Regions from separate parts of the Mus musculus genome. Here all the other regions are linked to region 1. Evidence: chromatin contacts called from public HiChIP or PLAC-seq data. All regions are on one chromosome and are shown on one strand. Each heading gives the region's core, a stretch centred on a gene start, on an enhancer-like site or on the middle of the called end of the contact. The rest is flanking DNA. Distances are from core to core; before and after follow the strand shown. Region 1 holds the start of Btg1 (BTG anti-proliferation factor 1). Region 2 has its middle 130 kb from the start of Gm33843. Region 3 has its middle 91 kb from the start of Gm33897.

What was found. HiChIP or PLAC-seq counts read pairs in DNA pulled down with a chosen protein or histone mark.
Region 2: an H3K27ac HiChIP or PLAC-seq map of bone marrow-derived dendritic cells shows a contact between it and region 1, with 6 times the contacts expected there. The contact joins the enhancer-like site here to the promoter of Btg1 in region 1. A contact is called at or near these places in 8 of 39 promoter capture datasets (the 3T3-L1 cell line, 3T3-L1-derived adipocytes, the C10 cell line and 5 more), 1 of 15 datasets of contacts at CTCF or cohesin (CD8 T cells), 22 of 484 Hi-C or Micro-C datasets (the BV-2 cell line, CD4 T cells, CD8 T cells and 15 more), 13 of 115 datasets of contacts at active chromatin or transcription factors (CD8 T cells, the SCID.adh cell line, Th17 cells and 10 more) and 4 of 9 other capture datasets (adipose tissue, bone marrow-derived macrophages, liver and 1 more).
Region 3: a CTCF HiChIP or PLAC-seq map of the NIH/3T3 cell line shows a contact between it and region 1, with 28 read pairs. The contact joins the enhancer-like site here to the promoter of Btg1 in region 1. A contact is called at or near these places in 2 of 39 promoter capture datasets (the 3T3-L1 cell line and 3T3-L1-derived adipocytes), 1 of 15 datasets of contacts at CTCF or cohesin (the NIH/3T3 cell line), 9 of 484 Hi-C or Micro-C datasets (the 3T3-L1 cell line, 3T3-L1-derived adipocytes, the AML12 cell line and 4 more) and 9 of 115 datasets of contacts at active chromatin or transcription factors (the NIH/3T3 cell line, the SCID.adh cell line, embryonic forebrain and 6 more).

What each region holds. Positions count from the first base shown.
Region 1 is chr10:96,615,664-96,618,363 of GRCm38.p6, forward strand. Btg1 (BTG anti-proliferation factor 1) reads left to right here and starts at 1,338. Exons shown (of 2, transcript NM_007569.2): 1 at 1,338-1,809; 2 at 2,613-2,700. The coding sequence starts at 1,662.
Region 2 is chr10:96,465,633-96,468,332 of GRCm38.p6, forward strand. No RefSeq gene overlaps it. Among named protein-coding and RNA genes, the nearest start is that of Gm33843, 130 kb to the right of the region's middle. Within about 2 kb of position 1,414, at least 53 of the 459 cell types and tissues checked have an H3K27ac peak or open chromatin away from gene starts, as enhancers often do. A contact at or near this core is called in CD8 T cells, the N1E-115 cell line, adipose tissue and 4 more, where this site is marked.
Region 3 is chr10:96,805,518-96,808,217 of GRCm38.p6, forward strand. No RefSeq gene overlaps it. Among named protein-coding and RNA genes, the nearest start is that of Gm33897, 91 kb to the left of the region's middle. Within about 2 kb of position 1,259, at least 40 of the 459 cell types and tissues checked have an H3K27ac peak or open chromatin away from gene starts, as enhancers often do. A contact at or near this core is called in the NIH/3T3 cell line, the SCID.adh cell line, embryonic fibroblasts and 1 more, where this site is marked.

The DNA.
Region 1 (2,700 bases), core at 88-2,587:
ATCTGACAATTCACACACACACACACACACACACGCACACGCACACGCACACGCACACGCACACACACACATGCACAAAGATGTTATTTTTTGATTCAGTTTATTATAAAAAAAAACTTGATACTTTCTGAAGTGCTTTCTAACATTATCTTTAGATAATATGTGGGTACTTAAGTATTGTATATTAATGATAAATGATGTATAGGTCACCTTTTCAAATTAATTTCAGAACCAATTATCCTCTTGTTTCTCCTCTAGCTCCATACACACACACACACACACACACACACACACACACACACACACATATATATATTTTAAAGTGGTGTGTATTGCATCTGATGACCAACTAAACTCTAAATATTTATTTCCATCTGGTAGAGTTCAACTTCTGCCTCTTGTTTGCTTTCTTCTTCCTGCCTGGACTTCATTGTTTTCTCTCCCTTCTCCTACTTTAAGAGAGTTGGGTTAACCCTATTTTGGGTCTAATAGTTTTAGCAGGCTCATGCTTTCCTTTTTTTCTAGGCTGTTTACAACCGTCTTTGCCAGTAAATATGGGTGTCTATGCTTAACACTCTCGACAAGCTTAAAGTTTTATCTTATGTGTCAACAGCAGCACAACTCTAAAGTTCTGACATCACTTGAACTAGAAAAACGAATTTGTTGTGCCTTTCTAAAATACATATGCAGATTTTTATGAGTTTCAAGGCTCATCTTCTCCCCCCCCCCAGCCCCCCGGGGTTCTGCAAACCCTAGGGGCAATGGCTTGGATTAAGCCGCAGGATAGCTCCAGGGAGCGAGTCCTTCCTTCCATTCCCTAGCGGAGCCTTAGTCTCCGCCACCGCACGCTCCTCCCGCCAGGGCTGCCAGCCAAGCCGGCTGGAACTGGGCTCAGATGTAAACATGGGGTACGCAAAGGACTGGGGCTGCGGAGACCGAACCTCAGTCCTGAGGTTCCAGCCACACCGCAGTAAGTGAGGAACCCGGAGCCCGCTCGGGGACTGGAGGGTCCCCGCTGGCCCGAACCGGGGGCGGAGCTAGCTCGGGGGCGGAGCTTTCACACGCGCCTCCTTGGCTTCTTTCTCCGCCCTCCACCGCTCCGGAGTCTCAGGCTGCCACTCGGGGGGTTTATTTGTTTACAAGCAGATTACGTCAGCTCCTCCCTCTCATCCCGGCCTCTGGGCACGCCCCCTGGCGGCCTTTCTCCCGCCCCCTCCAGCCCCGAATCTGCCTGCGTCACAATGGTGCGATCTCCGGATTGGCTGGCGTCCGCCCTCACGCCCCGGGTACGCCACTTCCTTTCCGCAGCCCTATAAAATGAGCTGCACGGCGGCGGCAGCTCTTCGCCCCTCGGAGCTGGAAATGCAACTCTCGGGATCCTCGGAGGCTACCGAGCTGGAGGCGGAGGCGGCTGGGGAGGTCCGAGCGATGTGACCAGGCCGCCATCGCTCGTCTCTCTCTGTCTCTCCTGCCGCCTCCTGGCTTGAAAATAACTTTTTTACTCTAAAGGAAAGAAAAAAAATCCCCTAGAACCAGTAGCCGTCCGCGCCTCGCGCCCTCGCTTCCTCTCGGCCGTCGGGTCTGGGCGAGAGCCCGGGGTGGCCGCTTCGCCGTCGGGGCCGAGCCCCGGCCGCCCCGGGCCACCCCCGGCCGCCGCCCCCATGCATCCCTTCTACACCCGGGCCGCCACCATGATAGGCGAGATCGCCGCCGCGGTGTCCTTCATCTCCAAGTTCCTCCGCACCAAGGGGCTCACGAGCGAGCGACAGCTGCAGACTTTCAGCCAGAGCCTGCAGGAGCTGCTGGCAGGTGAGCGGGGCGCGGGGACCGTCGCGGGTCGCCACTAACGGGCGCGTCCCGGTCGTGGCTGGGGGAGGGGGGGGGAGCTGGGCGGCGGGGCGCCGCGACACGCACAACAAAGGATCCGAAGCGGGGCGACGCGGAGCTGCGCCCCGACGGCTACCGGCCGGTCGCGGGGGACAAAAGACCCAGGGCCCGGAGTCCCGTCGGTCTCCTCTGCCGGGTCGCCGCGACCGTTGCGAGAGTCTGCGGCTGAGCCCCTGGGTGGCTTGTCGCCTCTGTGTTTCGGAGCCGGCCCGGGACGGACGTGCCAGGTCTCCGCACCTCCTGTGCCTCTTGCCCATTAATCATCGGATTTGTCACCGGTACAATTACAACCCAACCCAGATCTTGGTTTAAGGTTTCTTGGGTTTTCTTCCCTTTGGGGTTAACTGGCCATAGTGGCGTTGTCTTGCCCCCACCCCCCACCAGTTCCATAAAGTCTATTGTATGGGACCCCGTTGGGGTGGAGAAAGTAAACAGGTTCCCGCCCGCTTGCCTGTGCCATCCAGCTAGTTGGCCATCCAGGGCTGCGCGCGGGATTCCTGTTTTGGCGGCTCAACCGGTCAGTACCCGGACAGTGTTTGCCACAGTGTCTTTGCTTTCTCTATTCTGTCTCACGACAGCGAATTCGGTCCCGGACATTTGTGAAAGTTGGTGGTTTTCATTTTCGCTTCGCTAAGAAGCTAGCAGCAGGAGGAGGAAAGTACGCTACGGTACGGCTGCGTTGACTACCGTCCTGAGCATTGTTTCTCTGTTCTTTTCTTCCACAGAACATTACAAACATCACTGGTTCCCAGAAAAGCCGTGCAAGGGATCAGGTTACCGTTGTATTCGCATCAACCATAAGATGGATCCTCT
Region 2 (2,700 bases), core at 164-2,663, 150 kb before region 1:
TGTGATAAAATATCTGTCCCAAATCACTCAAGGAAGTAGGGTACATTTGGATCACAGTTTGAGGGTACGTTATGTGTCAGGAGGGACTGACAGTGTGGAGTGAGAGTCTGTAGTCAGCAAGCAGGGAGGAATGGAAGCTGGTACCTTCTCCCTTCCCTCTCTTCTTTATTCTAGAAATCCAGCTGATGGGATGATGCCACCAACACCCAGAATGGTTCTTGTCTCCTTGGAGAAGCCATTCTTGAAACCCTTTCAGAGGCTGGCCTTGAGGTGTCTCCTGGGTAATTCTAAATTAAGTTGAAAATTAAGATTAACCACCATAAGTATTATCAAGTATCTCTAGGAAGGAAATGTTCGGGAAATGTTATCAAGTATCTCAAGGAAGGAAATGTTCGGGGGTTTTCATGACCTGTTTTATACAGCCTCTGTAGTTTTCCCTCGTCACTGCTCCTCAGACCACCGTGGGAAAAGTCAGTGTGGTTCCAGTGTTGCTGGATCTGTGCTATGTCTCAGCCTTCAACTTGCTCAATATGTTTGCAAAATCCCACACTTATTCAGTTCCTCCTTCTAAAGAAACTCCCCTTAGTGCCTGGGAGGTCACTTTTTCTTACTTTACTTCCTGCCTCACTGGGCTTTCTTCATTGGTTTTTTGTTTTACTTTTTAATCTACTTAAGGTCAAATCATCTGAATGCTGCCTTCCTGATCACTCTTCTTCTCAATTCTTTCTCGGACGCCCTATGTCACCTCACAACCATAAGTGCTGATTACAGGTAGTTCTCAAATGTCTGTCTCTGCCTTTGACATCGCCAGTGAACTTCAAGGCATGCTTACCCAACTGTTCAGCATTTCACAGAGAAAAGTCCAAATATCATCTCAAGCTTAACATGATAGAAATAAATAAAATAAAGTTAGACTATTGCTACCCACTCTATTTCTCCCTTAGTCCTCACTACCTTAATTAGTCCGAAGCCCCTCCTTCTAATCCCTTGGCTCTGCCCTTTACTATGTATTTCTTTTATACTCCATTGTTCCACCATGCCTTCAAACGTCATTCAGAAAGTGGTGTCTTAATCCCTCTGCTTTAGAACCCTAGATAGCAGTTGTCACCTTTAGCCAGGTCCTTCCACTTTGACCCTATCCTTCCTACTGCACTACACATAGCTGTCAATGTTCCCATTCACGCACAATGAATATGTTCCATTCTTTCATCTCTACTTTTCAATGCTTCTGATCTTAGGTCCTTTCCATGGCTTTAGCAAATCTTGCTCAACACTACAATTTTCATCTCATCCCACACCCATTTGGAGCCCTCCAACAATGCCAGCATCTTTGCACTGCATCCCACAGGCCAAGGAGGTTCTACCTCAGGTGCTTTGCACTTCCTGTTCTGTCCACCTTGACAACTTCCCGTTATACCCACATCTATTGCAGATTGAACTTGTCCTTGATTTTTATCACTGTCACTGAACCATTTCATCAATGTGACTTTTCTCGTCTACAAAACAGCCCTCCGCCTCCACATGCATCCTGTGTTCATCCTTCTTCACCCAGAATGTGTTTCCATTGTTCTCTTCATTCTGTAGAACCTAAATTCCATAATAATAGAAAGCTTATTTTTCGCTGTTGCATCTTTAGACCCAAGGACAGCATCTGGCACACAATATTCTTTCAGTGACTAATGAGTTTTAATTAATTAAGCAACTTGAGCTTGGAGAAAAAAAAAAAACCCAAGAGCCTACAAGGCAAGGGAAATGAGTATGAAAAGGAACACATTTGCTCCATCTAAAATAGAAGTTAAGTTGGCAAACTACAACCTCGGGCCAAATCAAATGCAGCCCGCTACCTTGTTCTTGTAAATAAAATTTTATTGAAGCCCAACCATGTTCTTTAACTTACATATTGTCCATGAGTGCTTTTGTTCTGTCACAGCAGGGCTGAACAGTGGTGACAGAGAACACATGGCCCCGAGACTCAAATATTTACAATTTGCCTTTTTATAGAAAAGAAGTCTGACAGTCCTTGGTCTACAGGACACGATGGTAAAAAGATGGAAGACCAGATGAAGGCAAGCCGGAGGGAATATCTATGAGCTTAGGTTTAATACACAGGCAGAAGGAGACAGACGATGGATGCTTTTAAGGCAAGGGAGTCCCTGGAAGGCAGAAACTACTTTTAATATAATTTGTGCTTGAAAGAGCACTGTGATATTTAAGCCTGGCATCCCTGTGACAGATGCTACCAGGGCTGAACCACAATACCACTGCCATTTCCAGAATCGAGGCTTAAAGTAGAAGTCAAACCCTCATAAAACCATCTGTTTCCCTCCCCTATCTCCTGGATGGCTCTCAGCTGGGAAATGATCTTTCTCCTATGGTGAGCCTCCTACAGAGTCTCCAACAAAGACCACTCTGACCTCTGGATATCTGGACAGAGACAATTCCAAAAGCCCCCAAAATAAGACTTTGGTTCTAGAGTCACGCGGAAACTGTTCTCAACACTCTAACTTTGTTGGTCAAATTGGAGGAAGCTCATGGAGCTTGAAAATATGGCTCATTTCTGTGAAGGGTGATAAGCAAATTTTAAATTTTTGGTGACTTATCTCACCAGACAGACCTCTCTCTGGTTCTCTCTCTGAACCATGTGGAGCGTGTTTAGATTCCACTACTGGGTGAGGTCGAACATGGCTGTGCCATTTCTCT
Region 3 (2,700 bases), core at 9-2,508, 190 kb after region 1:
CAATCCTGAAGTGTTGTAATTTACAGCAGGGCTAGGTTTCTGCTCTAAAATCCTCTCTGCTTTAACATACAAAATGCTACTTTTTCCATACTTGCATTACTCAAAGAGCAAAAAACAAAGATGAGAAATGAAACAAATTTTGAAGATAATTCTACTCATCTCCTCTAACTTGCCAATCTTTCTCCTAGAAGATGTTAAGAAGCAATACACGTGCCTCACTGAAGGAATAAACACACTCATCTGCAATTATTAGAAGCTACTTTGAAGAAAAAGGCCCACAAAGATAGATGGGCTTTTCCCAAAAGTCAGAATTATGTTTGTTTTAAAAGCAGTTATTGACTTTTCATGAGCAGTATCTCAGGCAGGCCCATCTTTTGTGATGAAATCCTGATGGTGTGAAAAGTTGAGTTCATCTGCATAGAACAGATTACATTGTGATCTGTGAAGACATCCCTCATTCGTACTTCCATACTCTCTGAACTGCTTCCTATGTCAATGATTTGAGTTGCTTACGTAAACACAATGGAAATTTTGCATTTAAATGGAAATAGAAGAATATACAGATGAAAACCTTTTCTCAAAGTACCAAGAATGGGGCCAGTGAGATGTCCCAGTGGATAAAGGTGCTTGATGCTAGGTCTGAGGACAGAAGCTCAACCCTGTAACCCACAGAATAGAACAAGAGAATGAACTCCCACGAGGTTTTCTCTGACTGACACATATGCTGTGGGACATGCCTTACTCTATCACATAAATAAACCAGTCAATAAATCAATCAATAAATATTACAAATTTAAAAAGAAATAGTATACACAAATTTTTGAATCAATAGAGTGTTCAATTTATATCGATCCAGAAATGAAAACTGTTAATTAAAAAAAAAGATGTTTATTATTTATTTATGTACACGTGTATCTCTCTGAATGTGTGAAGTGTGCATATATGAGGACTTAGAAGCCAGAGGAGAATGTATGCTCACCTGGAGCGGGAGTTACAGAATGTTTTATCAACTGAACTGTGTGCTAAACTCCACTCCTCTATAGAAGTAACAACTGTAGTCAGCTGCTGAGCCATCTCTCCAGTCGCAACTGTGTTCATTTTAACTGTTACAGGGAGACATGGATTTAGTGTGTGTGAAGCAGAATGTAACCAAGGTCCAAAATACATTTCAACTTTACACCACATATACCACAGACAAAGATGAAACTGAAGATGTTCGTGCCAAAGGAGAAGGAAAGGGGCTGGCAAGCGTGGCCTGACTAACAGATGACTAAGGAGAGGAGAATGTTTCTGATAGTTATAGGCTTCCCCAGGAGTAAGACACACAGGCCTGTTTGGTTGATCAGCCAAGCCTTGGGCTTTGCTGTCACTTAGGCTTCTTTTTCCTGTGAACGCTGGGTCTACACAAGTGAAAGAAACTGCAGTGGGGGCGGGGGGGGGGGGCGAGAAGGAGGGAGCCCGCCCCAGAGGTGGCTGAGTGTGGAATGACAGGAAAAGCCTCAACAATGGCTTAGCGCTTTAGTTCAGCATATCTAAGGAATCTTATTAGCAGTTGGGATGATAGATAGCAATAATATAGGGGTAATAACTTTATGCATCTAAGTACTTTAGAGACTGCATATAGTTTAAAGTAAATGCACCTCGGCAACAACCCTCTCTGTGTTATTTTTTTATTTTAGTCATTGAAGACCATCTTTTGGTCAAACACAATATATTTCCATCGGGGAGAAAAAGACAACCTTAAAATGCCGACATAACTCGAACAATTTGCCCTTTGAAACAAAGGTATGATTTCAAATCAACAGGGCTCTATTGAAATAAAAGTCTCACAGACAAGCTGAGATCTTAATAGACTTCATTATGTTGTTCAACCAAAATTAAAATCTGCACATTTAAAACAAACAAACAAACAAACAAACAAACAAAAAAACCCTCTTAACATGATTGTCTTCCTGTCTCACCTTGCTCCTTAGAACTCCTTGCTTCTGGGGAAGAAGCCGATTGCATTCCTGACTGAGCTGAGTCTCAGACAAGGTGAAGAGAATCATAACATTGGTTTTAGGGTAAAGCTCAACCAAAATGTTTAACGGTGATAAATGCAAAATAAATCCAGATTGTCTACCTTAGCAAAGAGAAGAGAAGCACGGTACTGGCCTTCCACATGTTTGGTATAAATAGACAGACATAGACAAAGGTCGAGGGAAAGGTTTTATATATATATATATATATATATATATATGCCAGCTATTTTTCTAGTGTTACTTGTGAGTGTTCTCATCAAGAGAATAATATTATAGTTTTTATTGTTTTTTGATAAGGGCTTCATAGCTGCTCATGGGTGGTCCTGTTCAATTTTGCCAATGGGTTTTTGCTTGGGAATTATTAGTGGCTGGGTACTTGACATAGTCATTGAGATGCATTTGTGTTTGGGTTGTCTCTATGTCCACACTGCTAGAAACCAACAGCGTCCTTTTCCCTCTCTCTTCCTCCTCTTTCTTCTAGTACGTCTCTGCATGAAGTCTGAAGTCCATTCTCACTGTTTTTCTGTGGCACATTATATTCCGCTCTGCACTGGCTCTTTGACACATTTGATTGCAAAGTTCAGTGTACCCTTTATTATGTGGTTCACAGAACTCTGTGGCAAACAGAAGCAGGTCCAGGAAAACATGATTTTTGGAGGGTGCTTAGGATGCACACAGG